2 separate regions of the Juglans regia genome follow, and region 1 is linked to region 2. A link is a contact called in public Hi-C data. All regions are on one chromosome and are shown on one strand. Each heading gives the region's core, a stretch centred on a gene start, on an enhancer-like site or on the middle of the called end of the contact. The rest is flanking DNA. Distances are from core to core; before and after follow the strand shown. Region 1 holds the start of LOC108992164. Region 2 holds the start of LOC118344779.

Region 1 (5,059 bases), core at 515-3,014, 130 kb after region 2:
CCACTCAATTGCGTATTTTAAGTGTATTGTATTAATTATTCCTTCTGAGAAATGTCAAGGCTATTGAAAACACGTTCACAATCAGATTGTGTCAGGCATAAACAGTTCCAATCATTAATCGCTTGCTAGTGCAGAGTGTGACCTTTTCATGAACTATCCATGAAGAGGTATCGTATCACCAACTTGGTTACTGGCCTAATTTCAAGAGAAATATATACGGCTTTATAAACAACTTCCTCTTATTCTTCGAAACTCTAAACTCAAATTCCTTTACACACTATTATAAACTGATATATGACATGCCAGCGAGAAGCGCCTGCATTGAAGTAGGGTCCAACTAATTCCAGCTTAAACACATTCACACAAATCGGCTGAAATACCATAAACAATGGAAAAGTCCAAAGAACAACAACCATTGGGGACAATCAAATCAGAAACCTCATAAAAAATAATGAGAGATGGAAACCACTCTCGAATTAACAACTGAGAACTACTTATAAGGGAAAACAAAAAGGTAACACCACCAAGAACTTAACTAACAAATCTTGACCATAGCTATCCAACAAACATTTTGGGTCTTTTGAATTTAGTTAGGGGTCATATTAAAGTTTAAACTAAACTTTAAACTATAAAAGGTTGAGTCTTCCCTTTTTATAAAATTTTCTTCCTATTAAAAAAGGTGGTCTTTTTTTTTAATGATATGGCATCTGCTTGATTATAAGTAATTTGCTCGGATTGTTCTTTTTTTTTTTCTCTTTTTTTTTTTTTAGGCCATGGTTGCCAGGTTGCCAGATAAGGGAGAAAAGTTACGGAAGCAGATTGTTGAACTAAATTCAGAGCTCCATAAAATTAGTGAGGCAGAAAGAACAGAAAGCAAAGTTATCGATTTGGATGATTTAAGTGGGGGATTTCACGCAGTTTTGAATGTATAGATCATCATTGCTGTTTAATAGTTTACGGTCCCATTTGGATAATGAAAGTATTTATCTCATCCCATCTCATGTAATCTTTTCATTACAATTTTTCTAAATTTTCACGCAAAATATAATAAACAACTCAATTTTTTCAAATTCTAAAATAATAGTAATATTAATAAATAATATTTTAACAATATTTTATTCAACTTTCAACTTTCATATAAAATTATCTCATCTCATTATCCAAACCGCACCTAAATCTGACTGAATATATTGATCAGATCCGAGCAGTAGATTTTTACAGTTTTCGCCTAAAAAAATGTACTAATGTATAAAATTAATAGTTTGAAACATGAACCCTACTTCATTTTTCGCCCCTGAACCAAAAAACTACATTTCTAACTTCTATATATCAACCCTTCCTTTTTAGCTACTGGAAAACCTCTCCGCTTTTTTGAGTGTTTTCCAACTTAGTGAAGAGAGAAAGAAAAAGCAAGGAGCTTCTAGAAACCGAAGAGAGAGGAACTTACCTACAGGTTCAGCGGGAGAAAACCTTCCGGCGGAGTTGTCTGTAGAAGCTGACGCTTGAAAGATCCGGCGAGAGAAACGGCGGCGGAAGCTCGACGGTTAGGGTTTCGGAGAGAGAGAGAGTGAGAGGGACAAGTGAGGTCTGGAACTGATTCTGCAGTCCAAAACTCCAACGGTTAGCTCGGAACGTAAACGACGTCGTTTTTTTTATATACAGTTTATTTTTTATAAAACTGTCGGGTTACCGGGCCGGGATGAACAGTCCTTTATTAATCAATGGGCTGGAGAGCAGATCATAAAAAACACGTCAATATCTTGAGAACGGCCCACAAATATAATCCAAACTCAACCCCAAAGTTAGGGGAAGCTATCCGGTCGGAGGATTTGTTTGTATGAATATGGCAATTGCATTCGCAGCAGTGGCAAGACCATCCTCGATGGTGTTGCTAACGAGACAAAGATCCATACCCAGGTGGGTCTTCACCCCTCTCGCTTCTTCATCTTTTTCGTCGTCGACTTCTTCCTCCACTCCTTCCAGAAAGCTCGTTCTCTACTCAAAGCCCGGTTGCTGTTTGTGTGATGGCCTCAAAGAAAAACTCCAAGCTGCCTTCTTACTCTCCGGCCCTGATTCCCTTCACGATGTTGATTTACAGGTAAATATGCCCATCTGTGTGCGTGAGTGTGTATATGTTTATTTTATGCGTGTATATTGTGAATGTGTCGGTGAGTTTGTCAGATAATGGATATAACCAGCAATCCTGAGTGGGAAATGGCTTATCAATATGAGATACCCGTGTTAGCCAAAGTACTCTCTGATGGCACCGAGGTCAGTTTTGTTTTAAATTTTGTTAGTCAAAGTCTTTTTTTGTGCTAATTTTGTTGTCTCAGATTTTCAAAGTTTTAACGTTCCTCGCCTTTATATAGCTATTTCTTCTTTGCCGCAGCGCTTAAGATTTTGAAGTAGCATTTGTAGCCTACGTGTTATTCATAGTCTTTATTAAAGGAAGAATTTAAATTGCTAGTGGATGTGCTGAAATATCCCAACATCTTTTCCACTTCACATAAATGTAGCTTCTTAATTAATTGACGGCCTTTGCTGATTGAAACTATGTCATGATGCACCTTAGTGTGTGGGATTAGTTTCTGACGGTTGTTAGAAAATCTACCATCTAAGGTTGTTTAGCTAGTTATAGCATGTGCAAGTAGCACCTATACATTTAAGGTACTAAACATGATTTACCGGTTCGGAATTCAGACTGATGGTTATGATGTTTGAAAGGGTTGGTGGATGGTTACAACTATGGTCTATAAGTGTAACGCCTCAATGAAAGGCCCAAATCACATGACCTATACTCCAAAAGGACGAGTCAATGATATAATTGGAGTCATATTGAAACATTATAAAGAGCAAGAACTTCTCATTTCCAAGTAATGTGGGATCCCATACACCACCTTCCTTTATCCTTATCATATGTGGTATCACAATCTCCCCCTCTTAAATTCCTGACGTCTTCGTCAGACCAATTATCGTAGATGGCATGGCTTAAGCCCCATATTTCTGGTTGGGATAGGCTCTGATACTATTTGTAACGCTCAATCGAAGGCCCAAACCACATGGCTTATACTCCAAAAGGATTAGTCAATGATACAATTGGAGAGCAAGAACTTCTCTTTCCTAAGCAATGGGGGATCTCATATACCACCTACTCTTATTCTTATCATATGAGGTATCACAATAAGGAAACCAATGAAACCCTTAAAAAAGCCTTCTTTAAGCACATCAATAACTTAAAAGAGGAAGATGAATTCCACTTGTTCATCTTCTTCACCCTCTCTGCATAGCCAAACAACCTATCCATCCTACATTTATAACACCGTCACAATGAAGTTTAGCACAATCTTTGGGACCTTCAAGATATTCATAAAAAGGTTTGTTCTTGCTTTTGCTATCTGACAGGCTTCTGCCACCATTGTTGTTTTCACGATAAAGAACATTTTCAAAATTTCATGTCCTCCTAGGCTTACCTCAATGCTCAGATTAATCATTCTGTTTCCAAGTTCTGATGCATGAGTTTTCTATCATAACTTAATCCCTGAGACAGTCATTTCAACTATAGTGATGTGTAGGACAGCCAGTAGATTCTATGATTAGGGATCATCTGATCATTATAGGTGGAGAAAAGTTTTATTATTTAGATCCAGAGGATTGGTTCAGTGATTATAAAGGGAGAAGGTCAAAGTAAATTATGTTTTTTTATTTTGCAATCAAGAATAAATGAGTGCTGTGGAGGGGCTGGACCAGTGCACTGAGTGCAGTAATTAAAGTACTTTATGGGTGCCTTTGGATGGTTATTCGGTGGTTGGATTTATTATCTATTATAAAGTAGGACCTAAAGAAAGACAGTTCTAGATCCAGATGATGAAAGAACTAGGATATCTTTGAATCTCAGTGGGCCTTCCAGGAATCTCACCTATAATTTCTTTTCATAAATTATTTATCAAAAAAAAAAAAATTCTTTTCATACATTAGGAAAGCCTTCTAAAAGAGACCACTCAATCATCATAGATGTATGCCAAAATGATTTCCAAATTTCTTCCATGGACAGTTTACTTAAGAAAATCTTCCTTGCTCTTGTATACTTCAATCCTTAAGTTTTCAATACTGATTTGCTTAATAGTAATGCTAAATATAGGCCTAGAATGTGCAAGTCCTACGCATAATTTTTGAAAAAAATGAGACCCACCATGAAAAAGTAGATCTTTTCATGTGGGTCTCATTTTTTTTTCAAAGGACTTGCATGGGACTTGTACACCCTAAGCTTGTACAAATTATTTTCCATTGCCTTTAAGAAGTTCAGGATGATATCTCTCCTCACTCTCTGCCTATATGACACTTTTAAGGTCCCAGGCTTGGAAGGGCTTGAATTTGCTCGTTGTAGGCCCTGCTTCTTTTCAACTGCTGATAATATATGGGGGTTATCCCTGTGATATGCTTTTTTTCCTCTTTCTCAATGAAACTGGTACTAAATTGCCTGCTCACACACAAGTTTCAGACCCACCAGCCATTAGAAACTTCTATACATCATCAACCGGATATTTGTGAATATTAACTATGATCAAATTACTGTGAGAGATCATATAGTTTGTTTAACTTGATTCTATTGGTTGTTTTTATTCAAGCTTGTTGTAAGACTATGTCGCACGATCTTCTGCTACACCCTGCATTTCATCACTCCTTGGTTTCTTGTCTTCTTTCTTATCACCCTTGTTCTTCTAGTCTTTACACATCCTTTAAGGCCTCGTTTGGATGTTGAGATGAGAAATCTATGAATAGTAGTGAAATGGTTTGAGTTAAGATATTTTATGTAATTTTGGGAAAGGAGAGAGAAAAAGTTGAATAAAATATATAAAGTTAATATATTGTTAGAATATAATTTTTTAATATTATTTTTGTTTTGGGATTTGAAAAAATTGATTTTTTTTATAGTTTTGTTTGGAAGTTTAGGAAAGTTGTAATGATTAGGTAATAATTAGATGAAAAAGTTAAGATTTGAAATTAAAAAGTATGTATTTAAGTGGTGTTTGGATGTTGAAATAACAATATATCCTCATTA
Region 2 (5,081 bases), core at 2,528-5,027:
CCTGACACCATCCTTCTTTTTACGCTATTTCCTCCCACATGTGCCGCACCGTGCACAGAGGCGGCAAGCAGCAAGCCGTGCATGGAGGTGGCAAGTGGCAAGCCGTGCACGGAGGTAGTGAGCAGCAAGCCCTGGACATGAAACCATTGGGTGCACACCAACGTGCACCCTTATGTCCGCTGTGCATGGCGTGCATAGTGCATCCCTCACGTGCACAATGCAAGCCATGCACTCCACCGGTTTATTTTATTTTATTTTAAACAGGATTAACTAAATAAGCATATCACTAATAATAAGAAAAGAGATAAAGCTAAAAGATAAGGCAATGAATAGATAAATTGAAAGAAGTTGACTCAGACTCCTAAAAGGAAAGAGCTTCATAAGACTAGTAGAACTCAATCACTCAAAAGAAGGAAATAGATCTCTATATAAGAAGGAGATCTCCACAAATCTAGATAGGGTCTCAATGCCCAGACTCCACCATACACAATGATTCCAAAGGATCTTCTCTCAAGAGACGCACCATCTTCAACCTCTGAAAATTTCTTTATTGTATTGAAAGATATGTGAGACTATGAGAAATTGTTACATCACCTATTATAGTGGATTTCGTCCCAAAACAACCTTTGGACGTAGTATTTTTTTCCAAGCCACGTAAATCTTTGTGTCTTTTTTTATTTGTCTTTTATTTACTTATTTATTGTTTACTTCATGAATGAACGCGAAAAGTATCGTATCGACACCCTGAACCATTATCGTGAATTGGGAATGACTCTTTTTTCCGTTTTGGTTAGTTGTGCAAACTTTTAGCAATAACATATGTCATTTAAGTAAATCTAACCCAAAATAAACAATCTTCTCAAAATAATTTTTCAAATATCAAAATTTTAAGAACTTCGAGAGTCACGAGATCAAATAGATGTTGCCCACCAAACAAGACTTTGTAAAAAGTGCTCTCACTTCCTCTTCCCTTTTTTACTTGTAACATTTTTTTTTTTTTTTTGAAATGAAAACTCACTTCTCATTAACTGCAAAAAGACATTACAGATGTAAATCAGTCCATAGGACTTGTAGAACACAGCTGGAACAGAATCCCACCAAACATTAGTTGAAATAACATTTCTAGAAAATCTTGCTAGCTTGTGTGTAGCTTGATTGGCTTCCCTAATGATGTGAACAATTGAACAACTCTGAAATCTGCTCTTGAGGTGCTGAATATTTATTACTACATTCTCATACATGGAGTTCGAATTAGTAGGATTACTTATTTCTTGAACTAAAAGTAGTGAATTAGTTTCAATGCATAAAAACCAAAGGCCAAGAGGGAAGCAGAATTGCAATCCTCTCAATATTGCAATGAGCTCGATCTCTAGGGGTTCCATCATAGCATCTTCTTTCTTGCTTACTCCCATTAACGCTTTCCCTTCCCAATCTCTTAAGATGAGACCTACCCATGCATTACCCTCAGCATGAAAGATAGCCCCATCCACATTGAGTTTTGTTATACCTTGTAGAGGTAACTGCCATTGAGACAACTTCTTGAAACTGCTCTAATCTACAGCTTTAATTGCCTTGAAGGTCTGATGTAACGAAAGAGCATAGTTAATGATCTCCTCAAGTGTGATCTGTTTCTTCTCAAAGACCCATGATTTCTTCTGTTCCAACATGCCCAAGCTATCATAAATACTTTTTCCAAGGTCTGATGTTGGTTAGGCCTGCAACCCGATCCACTGAAGCCAGCTTTGGGGCCGACCCGACCCGACCCGCAAACATTTAGAATAGATACTAAACCGATCCGTCCCACATGTTTGCGGGTCGGGTCAAGAATTCAGAACCAACATTTCACCTCTTTCCATTTTCCCTTTCTTCATTTTCTAACCACTGACACCCCACCACCACTAACTTGTCTGTGATGAAGCGAAGAAAAAGCCAGACCAATAATATCTACAGCGTCAAAAAATGATGGTCAATGATGAAGTCAAGAAGAAACAAAATCTGCAGAGTAAAAAATCATTTTTCTATGATGAATCGAAGAAGCTAGAACGAAAACATCTTCAGCGTCAAGAAATGCCAGTGGACAGAGTGGGGATGGAAATCCTGAGTAGAATCACGAGATGCACTTTGATCTTAAAGAAATCTCGGTTCTTGATGATGACTGCAAGCAGAATATTTTTTTGAAGTTCGATCTTCACTGTGAAGGTATCGTTCTTGGAAAGAAAACCATCGGCAAAGTGCAAGTTCCGATATTCAAGGACTTGATAGATGATGAGCTCAACGGAACTGTGAGGTTTATGAGCTCAACATCACAATCTACATCAGCATAATATTAATTTGATGATCCAACAAAAAATCCATAAAAAAAATACCAAAGGAAAAGTTCAAATATTCAAGCCCATCAAATTACCATTAAAAACTAAAAAAAAAGATGGCTTCAAGGATGATTGGAACCGAAAAACCCCCGTAACCAAAAACATCACTTTCTTTTTTCTTAACTTTCTCAGTAGCCAAACAAAAGGGCAATTTTCTAACTTTTCATAATTCAAACAAACATATGCATGATTACTAAAAAAAAAACTAAATGATCAAATGCGAAACCACATAAAGAAGCCTACATACTAAAAACTTCATTTTTCTTTCCATTCACTCTACTTTCTCACCAACCAAACAAAACCAAGGTTCCCACTCACCGGAAACAATGTCTTCCAGAATTCAAAATGGGTCTGGGGTGCCTCGGCTATCCTAGTGGTCCATGAGATAGCATCATGAGAGAACCACAAGCAAGCAAATTCGGTCAAGTCCAAGGAATCAAGGATACCTACAGGTGGCTTAGAGCAAAGACGTGGAACAAGAGCAATGTTTGCAGCAAAACCTGGTGGATTTTTGCTTAATTCGGTATTACTCTTTTGATTTATAGCTCTAGTTTCCGCCCATCGTAAGCCTCGCATTTGATTTGTAGCTTTCAAACTAAGATTCCGCAGTGGGAGAAGACTTTTCTTTTTCACTGCAATGGATTTCGACTTTCGGGTTCAAAGGTGTCGTCCGATATTGGTCAGATTGGATGGATGATGAAACCGACATTTACTCAACCCGACATTAACGGGTTCAACCCAATCGGGTTGTGTGGATTGTGCGGCCCAGCAGGCATTTTGCACAGGCCTAATGTTCGTAATCTTTCATAGGTGAATCGAACCCAACAGACTCCATGAGCAGACAGGTTTATGCATTTGCCACACATCAAAGGTTTAGTGACATCCAAACTGACCCTCATTCTAATGAACTGCCCCCATGCTACTTCATCCTTCTCTATATTAATCTCCTCTACTGTACCAATACAATCACCAATCATTCTCACCACCTTCTCATTCATTGCACCCAAAGGAAGTTCATATAGTCTGATCCAGAAAACTACCTTTACTATCTTTATTTTGTTGGCCAGTATATCTCCTTCAAAATTTTGCATCAATACCAGATTCCTATCAAAAGGCCATGGTCCTTCACGTTGCACTCTGGCTTTCTCCCTTTGATCTTCGAATTCCACCAGTAGCAGTTTAGATCCCAATTCCTTAAACCAAATCTTCTTTACAGGTCGCCAGATTCTCCTCAAGTTTTGCTTGAAAACCTCATGATTGTAGTGCTTATCCATGAGTAGAGATACCAGCAAAGAATGTTCTCCCCTTTGTTTAGTTTCTTCTAACAGCACCTCTTCCACAATGATTTCCTCCTTCTCTTGTTCCGACAATGACAGCCTTTGACTTAGTACTTCTTGAGACTCTTCCATGATAGAGGAGCCCGTAACCTGTACTAAGAGGAAAGAAACCTTTGGTGCTTTTTTACTTATAACATTAATGCTGCAAGAGAGAACCAAAAAAAAAAAAAAATTTAACTGGAATCAAAACATAATGTGAAATTCACTTTTACACATACCTCAGCTTTTTTCAATTATAAATACACACCCACCGTACTGTAGATTTCACATTTCAAAAATTAAAAGAAAAATTACATTCTTACTTTTAATTCTTACAGCTCAATATTATTACTAGAATTTTTTATTTTTTATTTTTTATTTTCACTTAATAATTAAAGAAGTATTTTTTAATAATATTATATTTTTTTATTTTTTTAAAAATATATATATATAAAAGAAAATCAATTATGCTTAACGGCAGCTGCCAGCTCCCACGTAGGACTATCCAAATTAAAACAATTAAAATTGAAGTTTGAAAAAGGTGTGACTGTTCGGCGGTCGTCCAGTGGTTTTTCATTCATCACCCATCGATTTCTAGAGACAATTGCCACCCTCAAATTGCAGCTGAATTGATGGTGATTAATCAACCTGAGGTGGCAGCTGAATATTATGATGACGCCAGTCCTTTCCATTTTATAAGTGTTGGGAAATTTCGAAACAATCCTTTGCTCACACATGCAGATTACCAATTAATTAGTTAAATCCATAAGAGATAGACATTTGACTTGTCAACATTGGCTGCGGTCTGCATACACGTTGGGTTGGCTACAAGAAAAATAAAAGAATGATTATAAAAAAACAAAAGAACCCAATACAACTTTTACACAATTCAATGATATTAAAATATTATTTTATTTTAATGGATTTAACTTTAAAAAGTAATAATATTTTAATAGAAAGTTGGGTAAAAATTCAAGTTCATGTATTGTGTGCTCAATATGTAAAAGATTAGGAGAGAAAATTCGAGGGAAAATTCAGCTTAATTAATAAGTAATTACAGAGTGATTTGGAAAGAAAAGACATCCAGATCAGAAACGATTTTTCCAAGTTTGCATGTTAAAGAGTTTGTACGGCATGGCTCTAGAATTTTGGTACCGCCAAAGGGAGATACAAAAATAATAAGAAAAAAAATTGGTAGGAGTTTTTACTTTTTTGCGACATTTCCTCGTCAACATTAATTAAGAGTGATATCTGCACCTCAAAGACGGTGGCTGTAGACTCCTTGGATGGGGGTGGAGAGTTGGGTCCGTGGAGCCTAGTCTCGCCCCCCGTGGGTAGGTGACCCCTTTTGGATGTTGGGGGGCGAATTGACACCCAAGATCGTTTATCCATTGCC

Evidence for each region. A called contact is a pair of places that touch in the nucleus more often than the background predicts.
Region 1: a contact with region 2 is called in a Hi-C map of leaf, with 2.6 times the contacts expected there. The contact joins the promoter of LOC108992164 here to the promoter of LOC118344779 in region 2. A contact is called at or near these places in 2 of 3 Hi-C or Micro-C datasets (both in leaf).

What each region holds. Positions count from the first base shown.
Region 1 is chr16:4,227,430-4,232,488 of Walnut 2.0, forward strand. LOC108992164 reads left to right here and starts at 1,765. Exons shown (of 3, transcript XM_018966632.2): 1 at 1,765-2,098; 2 at 2,182-2,271. The coding sequence starts at 1,838.
Region 2 is chr16:4,093,885-4,098,965 of Walnut 2.0, forward strand. LOC118344779 reads right to left here and starts at 3,778. Exons shown (of 1, transcript XM_035686172.1): 1 at 3,083-3,778. The coding sequence starts at 3,778. The coding sequence ends at 3,083.